2 separate regions of the Hordeum vulgare genome follow, and region 1 is linked to region 2. A link is a contact called in public Hi-C data. All regions are on one chromosome and are shown on one strand. Each heading gives the region's core, a stretch centred on a gene start, on an enhancer-like site or on the middle of the called end of the contact. The rest is flanking DNA. Distances are from core to core; before and after follow the strand shown.

Region 1 (5,360 bases), core at 2,793-5,292, 190 kb before region 2:
TGGTCTCAAATCCAATTTTCAATCCGACATAACAAAATATCAAGGGAAAGAATGAATTCGTCACATCAAAAAAGCAAGGGACAAACACCATACGATCAAACTATATTAACAAAGCATGTGATACATCAAGATCGTGGCATCTCAAGAACACGAGAGAGAGAGAGAGAGAGAGAGAGAGAGAGATCAAACACATAGCTACTGGTACATACCCTCAACCCCGAGGGTGAACTACTCCCTCTTTGACTTGGATACCGTCGGGATGATGAAGATGGCCTCCGGTGATGATTGCCCCCTTTGGTAGGGTCCTGGAACAGGGCTCTAGATGAGTTTTCTTAGGTGGTGGAGCGGAAGCTCTCGGTTAACTTATGAGGGTTTTGGGATTTATAGGATTTTCAGCATTGGAATCAGGTGGACTGGAGCCACGGGATGGACCCAAGCCATGAGAACGTGCCCAAGGGGTGGGCACACCCTGTTGGCTTGGCACCAATATGTGGCCCCCTTTAATGGTTCTTCGCTCCGGTATTTCTTATTTGCTCCAGAAAAAATCATCAAAAAGTTTTGGGACATTCATTGGTGCATGCTTGATGTTGTCAAAGGCTTTAGTGAAATCAAGTTTGAGAAAACAACTCTCCTTGCAAGATGCATGTTATTAATGTAGAAAATCGAATGACCATGCGAGACAATCATGTATAGTCCTCCCCTTCGAGAATCTGTATTGGTTTCTTTGCATGATTCCAGGATCAATCTTTGAAGATGGTTATCCTGGAGCTTTGTGATCACCTTAAGACATAAGTTTAGTAGTGTAATTGGGTGACAATCGTTAGGTGACTTAGGGTAATGGACTTTAAGGATGGTTGTTATGAAACCTACATTTTTACTAGTGTAATTGGGCGATAATCGTTGGGTGACTTGGGGTAATGGACTTTAAGGATGGTTGTTATGAAACCCACATTTATTCTTTCCAGATCCAGTTACCACTTTGGAAATTGTCGCATAGCTTGTATAAATCATGCTTAATAATGTGTTAACAAGACTCCAAAAAGCAACCATTGGACTGTTCTGAGCACGGTGATCGGTTCTCCGACATCTTCTAAACCACCTTGTCTATTTCATCACGTGAGAATGAAAAGGACAGATCCTCCTGACTCTCCACCTTGAAGATTATCTCGGCGATATCAAACTTAATGTTAGTGTCAATGGGTTGTCCCAGATGCTCTCATAATTCATCATACAAAGCAGCCTCTTTGTCGACGTGATCGGGCACAACCGTGTGATCTGGCATGTTAAGAGAGGCAAGTGAGTTCAAGTGGAATCTCTCCATGGCAATCACATGAACGAAACTCGTATTACCATCACCAAATTTAAAGTATCTCAATGTGCACCTTTTTCTCCAATATTGTTGTTTGTAATCCGACAACTTAAGCGAATGTTCCTTGATGATAATTCCGAAGTTTGTTTCTAGGGTGGTGAGGACCCTTCTATGCTGTAGGCCATCGATCTGCAGAAGTACCCAATTTTTGTTCTCGATCAGTACACCGAGCCTAGAGATACTTCTACTCAAATTCTTAAGGTCACATTGCAATTTCTTTAGCTTTTGAAACGACAAGGCCACCGATTTGTGTGCAAAACAATGTTTATTCCATGAGTTCTGGACCACATCGAAGAATTAGTGGTGATTTACCCAGAAATTCTCAAACCTAAAGACTTTGTATTTGTGTATTGAGGATTCAATGACAAAACACGCGGGGTGTGATTCGACATAGGTTTGCATTTTGGCATAACTTGCGTACTGGGGCTTGGTCCTCCAATTAACAAACGTGAAAAACCAACCAAACGGGGATGAACTCGATGTGTATGTTGCCGATTTGAGGGTGTCGCGAGGGAGAAAGAGAGGGGGTGATGGATCGAGGGCGGCTCTTTTCTTGTAGTGGAGATAAGAACACAATGGGGTGTTGTTCATGTGTGTTGTTGAGGGTGGCGTGTGAGGTGGTGCGCCAGGAGCAATGGCTCGGCCTCACTCATGGGCCTCATACTGGCCTGACGAGTTGCGCGCGTTATGGAGGCCGGGTGGGATCGACAGGGCTCGTTGCTATCGCATCTACCTCACGTGTTTCGCGTGCTTGGACACACACGAGGGAGGCGTGGGATCGTTCAGATCTGTTTCTAATGAACGATCAGTCACAAGATTTCGATGTCCTATTTTAAGATATCACTTCATTTCTAACGAGCTAATGGGTCGAGAGGGAAAGTATCTGATGATTGGTTACCTATAAATGATCCTACAATTCTAACCTTCATAAAGTAAATTTAGACATTTAAAAAAATTATGATTTTTCTAGGGTTCACAAGACATGATTTTACAAGCGCTAAAAAATCATATCTAAATTTGAAGTTACCATGGAGAGACAAAATTGAAAATCTAACATGAATAGTGCCATAACATGTAGCCCTTCGGTTGTGCTCAAGAGACTCAAGGAAATTATGGTAGCTCGCCTATTGTCGGTACCGCTGCAAGTCTACCCCATCTTCTGTGGCCTTAGGCCATGGAGGAGCGGTGAATCTCGGCCCTTGCCGGCCAGAAGGCTCCAACTCCATTTTAGGTGTCTTTTTGTATCCGTTTGGTGTTTGTGTCCTGCTGAGGAAGTCGAGGCGATAAAAGCTTCCTAAAGATGAAATAATTTTCTCCCCGCCTAGCCATGTCCAGGTGGTGCGTCTAGCCTTGTCGGAGGGCGTGTGGAGGTGTGTCTCCGGTGAATCTCATGGGATTCGGTCGACATTTCTCTTTCAGTGAATCCGCTTGGATTTGATTTTCATTTGTGTGCGCCCGTGTGTCTACATGTTAGATCCTTTCAATTTACGATTCTCTTCATCGACGACGATTCTTGTTCTTGTGTATTGGTCCTATGGTATCTTAGCACGATGACTTTTCGACTCTCTATCACAACAAGGTTTGGTCGGGTGTGACGAGGAGGTAGGAGTGATGATGGCGACCAGGCTTTGACTCGCTCGAGTGATTGTAGTCATCGCTAGGTGGTCTACGGATTTAGATGTATTACCTGTGGTGGTCATTCTACTATCTTGACAAGTGATGGATAGATCGGAAATTTTCTCGAAAAAAAATAGTGCTATAAAAAGGCAATAGCAAAAAATGTCACTATCCACATATATATTTTTCTTTTGTTTCTCAATGTTTATTTCGAATTTGCGTCTGAATTTTTTAGGGGTCCTAGACTAGGTTTTGTGAACATTCACAATTTTTTGGTAGAATATTTAAATTATTCAAATTGGTCTTTTTTTGAAATGAAAGATGGGAGCATGTCGGAATTGGTATCTCTGGATACTTTCCCTGGGTATAGACTAGTGAGCAGAGACTTACAGTACGTATGTAGCCGTCTAATTTTCTGGGCGTACGTGTGTTCCATGCCACATGTAGTAGTATATCTATAATACAATTTCTTTGCCCCGGAATGTGTTCCATGATGGCCATGTGTTCCGTGGATGCAAATCAGTTCTTCGCCTCCGAGCCACCACTAGTACAGCACTGTAGCCACAGGCATGGTCACTTCCAAGACGCAAAACCATTTTTTCATTTCCCATACGCGAACTAAGGCCGGATATGCAACTGCAGGATACGATATGGTGCAACGAATGTGGCGGAAGAGGACAAAACCGAACAAGAAGGACAATGATTCCACGGAAGATTAGATCTCCGATCCCCTGCGGCACTCCTGCAGTCAGTGACAACTGACAACTGATGACCAGGCAAAGGACGGGAATCAAAGGCTGACAAGCAAAGTGACTTCACATCATCTTCGAAAATTGGATAGCATCTACTATATCTCAAATGATTGCGTCCACGGTATCATATGGAAGCGTACGCTTTAATTTCCTTATCCGAGGAGGGAGCCAATGATGCGGTGCCGTGCCGATCACATCAGGCATGCCGTGGATGAGATCAGTAGGCATCTAGGAGTAGCTACGCTCTCCACCACCACCACCACCACTCCGCCAGGATGAGTGGATCGCGAGGAATGCCCTGATAAAGATGGCGATCAAACGTAAAGAGTGCGATCGGGCTCTGGGCCTACGGGCGGATTTGCGTGCCAATCTTAGTTTTGGCCACTTCCGGTTGGTACCTACGGACCTACCTACTCGCTGTGGGTCGATGGATGCGCATGAACATGATGCTTCTCGGGGACGCTTGCAATTGCGGCGCACACATTCTCCTCGTGCGAGATCGACTGATCGATCGTTGGCCCACCGGCATTGTACCACACAGATCTGCTAAGGCTCGACTGAGCTAAACATCCCACCTAGTAGCTGTAGCGCGATCCTCTTTTGCCAGGTCCTGGCCGCTTTTCTCGCCCGAGGGTTGTGAAGCAAGGAAGGGAGAAATGAATGTCCCAACTCCCAACTGTATTTAGGAGCCCTTTGATAGCCGGCATTAAGGTTTAGCCAGACCCGCGCATAATGATTTTGACTTATTTGATTGTTCAGGGCACATTAAAAAAATTAGCTCGCACGAAATATAAAGCATCTATGCGCATGCATACCAAAAACGGTCGAATCAGATGTTTTTTTAGAGCCAGTCCCAAGCGTTGCAACCCGAGGCACGTGGGTGTGGACGGTTTGTACGCGTTGATGCGGAATCGAGACATCATGTTGTTTCCCGAAGCTCCGACATAAACTACCGTCAATTTCCTCCCCTCACAGCTCTCTTCCCCTCTTCCCCACTCACATCAACGGCGGTGAGCACCAGAGCCTAGACGCCTGCGAGCATGGGATTGACCAGCGCATCGGCAATGGCGATAAGACCTTATCCTCTTTTCGATTTACTGATTGGCATAAGGGAAACACGGCCGATGAATCCTAGAATCCACCGGTTTCACATGGTCCTTTTTGGATTACCAGTGGGTGAGGATTTTGGTAAAACAAACTTACAAGCATCGATCCTAGCAGCGGCAACCTTGAAGTCGCTTAGAAGGGGGGGTAGCTTTTTTCTTGTCTTTCCACCTCCTCCACAACACCATTTGGAATCTCGTCCTCGTCGTTTTCGCTATGAATGATGGGTCTTGCACAGTCGTGTGCCGCCGGCACCTGAACACCATTTGTAGCGCATAGTGGTCGTCCTCTGGCGCCGTGTAACATCCGGACACACCCGTCGATGGTCGTTACTCGTGGCGGGATCTAGACTGGCTCCAAAGATCAATACTAGTCTTTTCTGCACAGTTTGTCCACACTCATGCGCACCCGGGACCAACTTCCCAATCGGTCACCCATCCTAAATCTACTCCAAGCCAAACACGCTTAACCTGGGAGTTCTCTTCGAATTGGCTCCCGGAAAAGAAGGAATTCATTAT
Region 2 (5,636 bases), core at 1,229-3,728:
ACGGGAAGCTTTCACCCAGGTTCGAGCCCTCTCGATGGAAGTAAAACCCTATGTCCTGCTCTTGTTGTATTGATATTGTAAAGATTACAGAGTTGATCTACCTCGAGATTGTGAATTTGCGCGCTAAACCCTAGGGTTATGAAGTTGTGTATGGATATCCTCTACAAACAAAACCCACCGGTTTGTATAGGCACTGGGGATATCTAGGGTTACATAAATGTCGGTTATCACCTATGCGTTATACGTCGAACGGAATCCTTCTCCCTTGGAGCGCACACCAAGTCTTCGACGAAATCATGGATGCACACGCCTCGTGCAAAGACTCCAAAGTCCTTCCTCCAAGTTGAGCCCCTAACGTGACCCACAAACTAACTCACCTCGGCTGGGACCCCCTAGTCCAGGACTCCCTCACCTGGGTAAAATCATTGTGTTCTTTGTCTCCTGTTACCTTCGATCCGATCTCACAATTCGGGCCCCTACCAAAGGTTTGTCACTTTTGACACCGACATCGCCGGAAGCCAAATCCGGCTATTTAAGACGGTCGATGTACCCCAACCCTAGCACATCCACCTCCTCCCTCTCTATGTCGCCACCTGATCCCGTCTGCCTCCTCTCCCCCGCTCTCACTTGTTCTCCGAAGTCGCCATGGTCTGACACAAGATCACCACCTACGCGATGCTCATGTCGAAGCGCTAGATGCAGATCGAGGCGGAGATCCACGCTAGGATCTCCGCCCGCATCGTTGCGGTTCTACCTTCGGACTCGCCGGAGCCGGAGGAGGAGGAGGAGGATCGGCAGTCGGAGGAGGAGGTGGGAGAGCAGCTGCCGGAGCCGATGGATGTGGTAGATCCGTAGGAGGGCGAGGCGGAGTAGCCTACTCCAGGGTCGAACATGACGGAGGCGGAGGCGGAGTTCATCGAAGCCCAAGCCGAAAAGACGGCGGGGCAGCAGGTCATCCTCGAGTCCATCCAGGATGAGGCCGATGTGGAGGCCAACCGGCAGTTCCTCTAACATAAGCACGCGGAGGTCGATGCGCTATTCGCCGAACTCGAGGCGGAAAAGGAGGAGGAAGAGGAGGAGGCCAGAGCAGAGCAGTCGGAGGGGCGGAGCTCCAGCTGCCATGCATGTATCCTTTGAAGGACACATAGGTAGTCGAAATCTTCGACGAGGAGTAGCTAAGTGATCTATCTACGTAGTATGTATGGTTTTTAGTTTGCATGCTTTTACATGAATATAAAAAGGATACAACTATGCAGCGGCGCCGCATGCACATGCACCACATAAAAGAATCTTTTAACTCTTGAAATTCAAAAAGTTTTATCTTTAAAACCGTTAATTCAATCGATGATCTGTTTTCACCGTTGGCTTTGTCGCGACAAGATCTTCGAAACTAGATCCCATGTCGACATGTTTCGACAAACTTTTTTTCCTTCCGTAATTGTCACATTGTTCCACTCACTTGCTTTATTATTAACCACTTATTTGCCCAATAAAAATAACTTAATTGCCATATTTTTTTTATGTCGTTTCGTGCAAAGATTGTCGATCTCACGTGATCATATATTTTTTTTGCTCGTACTTAATCACCATGTTTTTTGGAAATTACGTATAAATATGACATCTCGACATAATCGAACGGGCAAGCACAAACAACTTTTTTAGAACGATAACGTGCAAAAATATGACAACTCAACATATTTAAAACCGAAGGCCACAAAAAATCTTTTTTTTTTTGGTAATTGTTAGTAAATATGACAACTCGGCGTAGTTAAACTAGCAAGCACACAAAATCTATACACACAGTTATCAAGTTAACAATTAAGTTAATTAAATATGACTATTAAGTGTCTCATAATCTAACAACTAAATAATAATAATCTGGCAACTATCGATGAAAAAAAAAGTTGTCGAAACATGTCGACATGGGATCTAGTTTTGAAGATCTCGTTGCAAGAAAGCTAACGACGAAAACGGATTGTCAATTGAATTTATAGTTTAAGAGATAAAACTTTTTAAAAATTCAACACTAAAAAAATCTTTGCTAGTCCACCGGCTGCACGCCAACGCAGCCGTGCACACGCTCCTCATTAGAATTTCCCATATAAAAATCTAGTAAGAGGTGTTCGAATCCTTAGCTGTTGTGCTACTGTATTTTTGAGAGATTCTCCTTCATTCTTTTCGAGCTCAATTAATCTGTTTGGAGCACAGCGGCCAGGCCGAGGGGTCGCTGCCGGTGATGCGGAGTCATGGGACGGTGGCGTTGGCGGTGGCGACGTACGGTCAAAAGACACCACCCTCCGATCAGCGCAACGGCGACCGGCGAGGCGCATATCTTACTGCCTGCCTGCCTGACAAGGCACGCGCGCGTGCGGCGACGTTCGTGCCACTGGCCCGACGCCGCCCTATCTCAGCAGTGATGCGTGCACGAGACAGGCACATGGGCGAAGGAGGTTGCAAAAAAAGAAAACTTGGTGGCATTGCATGTGAGAGACGGCTTGACAGGTGGGAGTAGGACAATCATAGAGCACTCCCGCTTTAATAAGTAGGAGCGCTCCTAATCATCACATGTGGATTTCTCAGCCCTGCAAAAAGAAGAAACATGTGGATTTCTTATAGGAAATAAAATAAGTTTCTTGTTTCGCTTTACAATCCTTGTTTCGTTTGGTGGCCAAGCTAAACTGACCAGTCACCATCTCAGTCATCACACACAAATATGTCACTTTCACACGGACAGCTCCTTTGTATAGGAAGGTCTCAGTTTTAGTTTTTCTTTTCTGGACTATATGGTTTTTATGCTTTTGTTACCACAGGTGAACTTTTCTTAGGGGGGGGGGGGGGGGGGGGGGGGGGGGGGCAAGTGAAATTCTAGAACATTCGCACATATGAACTGATTTTGTACAAATTATGATATTGGATCAAAGTTTTTGAAAAACACGTTTTAAGGATCGATTTGAGACGCGGACGAACATACCCCTTAGACTTATACTGTAAAATCGAATATTCATTTATATTTTTTTCCATGTCTTTTTCTTCCTCTCGTTCGTGTCTATAGACACACACAAAACAGTCAAATGTGAAACTGTTTGTGTCGAGGACAGCGCACGAAGCTAGTTTATCTGTGGTCGGATCGATCCAGGAGCTAGCTATTACGTGGCTGGAACGATCCAACAGCTTGCTAGCTAGCTAGCTCTTTCGTGTCCGGATAGATCCAACAGCTATCCAGCAACTCCTCCTTCATTGTCGTGGCGAGCTCCCCCGTAGTAGCTCGAGTTTCCGGCGAGTTTTCGACAAGATTTCGATGAGTACCATGGTCGAAGGTCATCGGAGCCCGTGTGCGCACGGCAAAAATTTCTTGTCACGTAGCGTTGACCGGTTTACTGAACCTCTTCAGTTTTGCCTCCAAATCTATAAGTAAAAGGATAGCAGGAATGAATTCTTCGGGGCCTATATTTTTTTACGGATTTGACCACTGACTCTATTTAAGGTGTTTTTGACACTGCGGAACTGAAAACTTCAATTCATACGGATTTGATCATTTTTAAAGGGGTTGTTAGAGTTGCTCTAAGTTTCTGATCCATATTAATTAACATACATAAAAAATCATAACATTTTTATTTTTAATATGATTTTTGTATCTAAGTTTCAGAAGAACGGATTTATCCATACATATCCCATAGTAGACTAGACACTGACAACCCGGCCAGACGGCTCGAGCATGAAAGCCTAGTATCCGAGTCACATTCGACCTCCACTTCTTTTCAAATGCTCGGAAGAAGTCTGAAATGGCTAATAACTACTCCCTCCGTTTACAGGTATAAAATGTTCTAACTTTTTTTAAAATTTGATGTACATAGCCACGTTTTAGTGTATTTGTTCATTCATTTTAATCTGTATGTAGTTCATACTTAATATTCAAAACAACTTATATTTGTGAACGGAAGGAGTAATATTTTATTTGAAAATAGATGTATCCAAATATTATATATAAATAATTAAACTTTAAAAATAAAAGTGTACCATACCCCACTGACAAACTTCTTAAATATGATATTTTCCCTAAGTTATATCACTTATTTCACTCGCAGGGATCCCAACTTATTCTTCTTCGACTAAGGGCTCCGGAAGAATCAAGCGAGGGTCTCGATGGTTCTAAATTGTGAAGAAAATGCGCCGCTCTTGGAAAAGATAGGAGTGAAAATTCAACTTTGCTACAGTGTAGATAAGCCTCTCTGGTCAAGAGGAAAGACATGGCAAGCAAACGCCTCGGCAGATGCGAAAACCAGTTCCTAAGGTCAAATCCCCTTTGCCGAGGAACCAGCAGGGGAGGCCTGCAAAGCAGCCACACTCGTCAAACTGTTTGACATTTTCTGGCCATGCTGAATTGCTGGTACATAAATATGCTACTCAAAGTGTAGTTAGCAAGCCACGTCAATTAGTAAAACATGAAGAGAGAGAACAATTCAAGAGTTGTTTCCAAAAGACAAGGCAACGGTTTGGTTTGGTTTGGCCAAACACATTGCGACCTACGTACTGCTGTACCACGCATGCCCCCAAAAGAAAAGACACGAGGCTGTTTGATTAGTGTCCAACTTGTGCCTATAATACTGTTTGGGAGCTCACACTTTGAAGCAATCGGTCGTCAAACTCCCAACCTTTTGGTCGTCAAACCTTCTGCCAAACACGCACACTCACATTACAAAACCATACGTTGATCGTAAGACACACCATGAAAGGGAGACAAATAGGGTGCTGTTGGATACGGAGTACTACTTATTTATTAGTTTGTGTGAGCAGCAGAACTGTTGGGATCCGAGAGTTGAAAGCCTGGGATGGCCATGCCTCAAACTTCAACGTTCCATGTTGGTGGATTTGAAGCCCCAAGAAATGCATGCGAATGACAAGCGCTTGCATGCATGCTGGAGATGCTGCTACACAGCCATGCTCTCGTTTTTCTTCGTCGTCTCCTCTTTGCATGCATGGCTCACGTCTCCTTTTTGACGTTTTGCCAAAGACCCCTGTTGCGTCGCATGCTTGTCCTCGAATCTTTTACTATTCTCTCCTCTCAAGTTTACTTCTAGTACTGTGGAAACCTCTATTCTAAGCGTGCCTTGTCACTGACACATGTAGGAGTACATGCTTGCTGGGACCCGGGGTGCGCCTGTCAGGAACGAAGACTTGTGTGCACCAAAAACACCACGCCTCAGGTCAGTCAATAGGCGGACTACTCGAGTGCATGGCAGATGTCAGGGCGCCATGTTGGTGCATGCGCGCCTGCAAGAATGGCCGGAAAGATACCCCTGTTCATATTAGAACTGGCCAACTGTATGCCTTGTAATGTGATGGAAGGAGAAGGTGGTCTGCTACTCCACAACTTGTCTGTGCACTTGCAAGTTTCTCCTTTCCTTTCACCGCAAGAAATGGATTGTTTCGAGCTGTCCTCGTTAACACGCATTGACACAGTCCATTATGCATTCACTACGTCTAGAGCAAGTATCCGCAAACGAAAACGAACTTGCTTGTACTGCTTACTAAGAGCATTTTGACACGGAAGTTTTGTATGAATTAACCTAAACTTTACAGATTGAACATTCTTTCAGGAGGCATGATGTCTCTATCGATAGGAAGACATATCTGAT

What was found. A called contact is a pair of places that touch in the nucleus more often than the background predicts.
Region 1: a contact with region 2 is called in a Hi-C map of leaf, with 2.9 times the contacts expected there. The contact joins two enhancer-like sites. A contact is called at or near these places in 3 of 6 Hi-C or Micro-C datasets (leaf and seedling).

The regions. Positions count from the first base shown.
Region 1 is chr3H:536,991,938-536,997,297 of MorexV3_pseudomolecules_assembly, reverse strand. No RefSeq gene overlaps it. Among protein-coding and RNA genes, the nearest start is that of LOC123440472, 100 kb to the left of the region's middle. Within about 2 kb of position 4,042, at least 3 of the 3 cell types and tissues checked have open chromatin away from gene starts, as enhancers often do. A contact at or near this core is called in leaf, where this site is marked.
Region 2 is chr3H:536,804,408-536,810,043 of MorexV3_pseudomolecules_assembly, reverse strand. No RefSeq gene overlaps it. Among protein-coding and RNA genes, the nearest start is that of TRNAQ-UUG, 8.8 kb to the right of the region's middle. Within about 2 kb of position 2,478, at least 2 of the 3 cell types and tissues checked have open chromatin away from gene starts, as enhancers often do. A contact at or near this core is called in leaf, where this site is marked.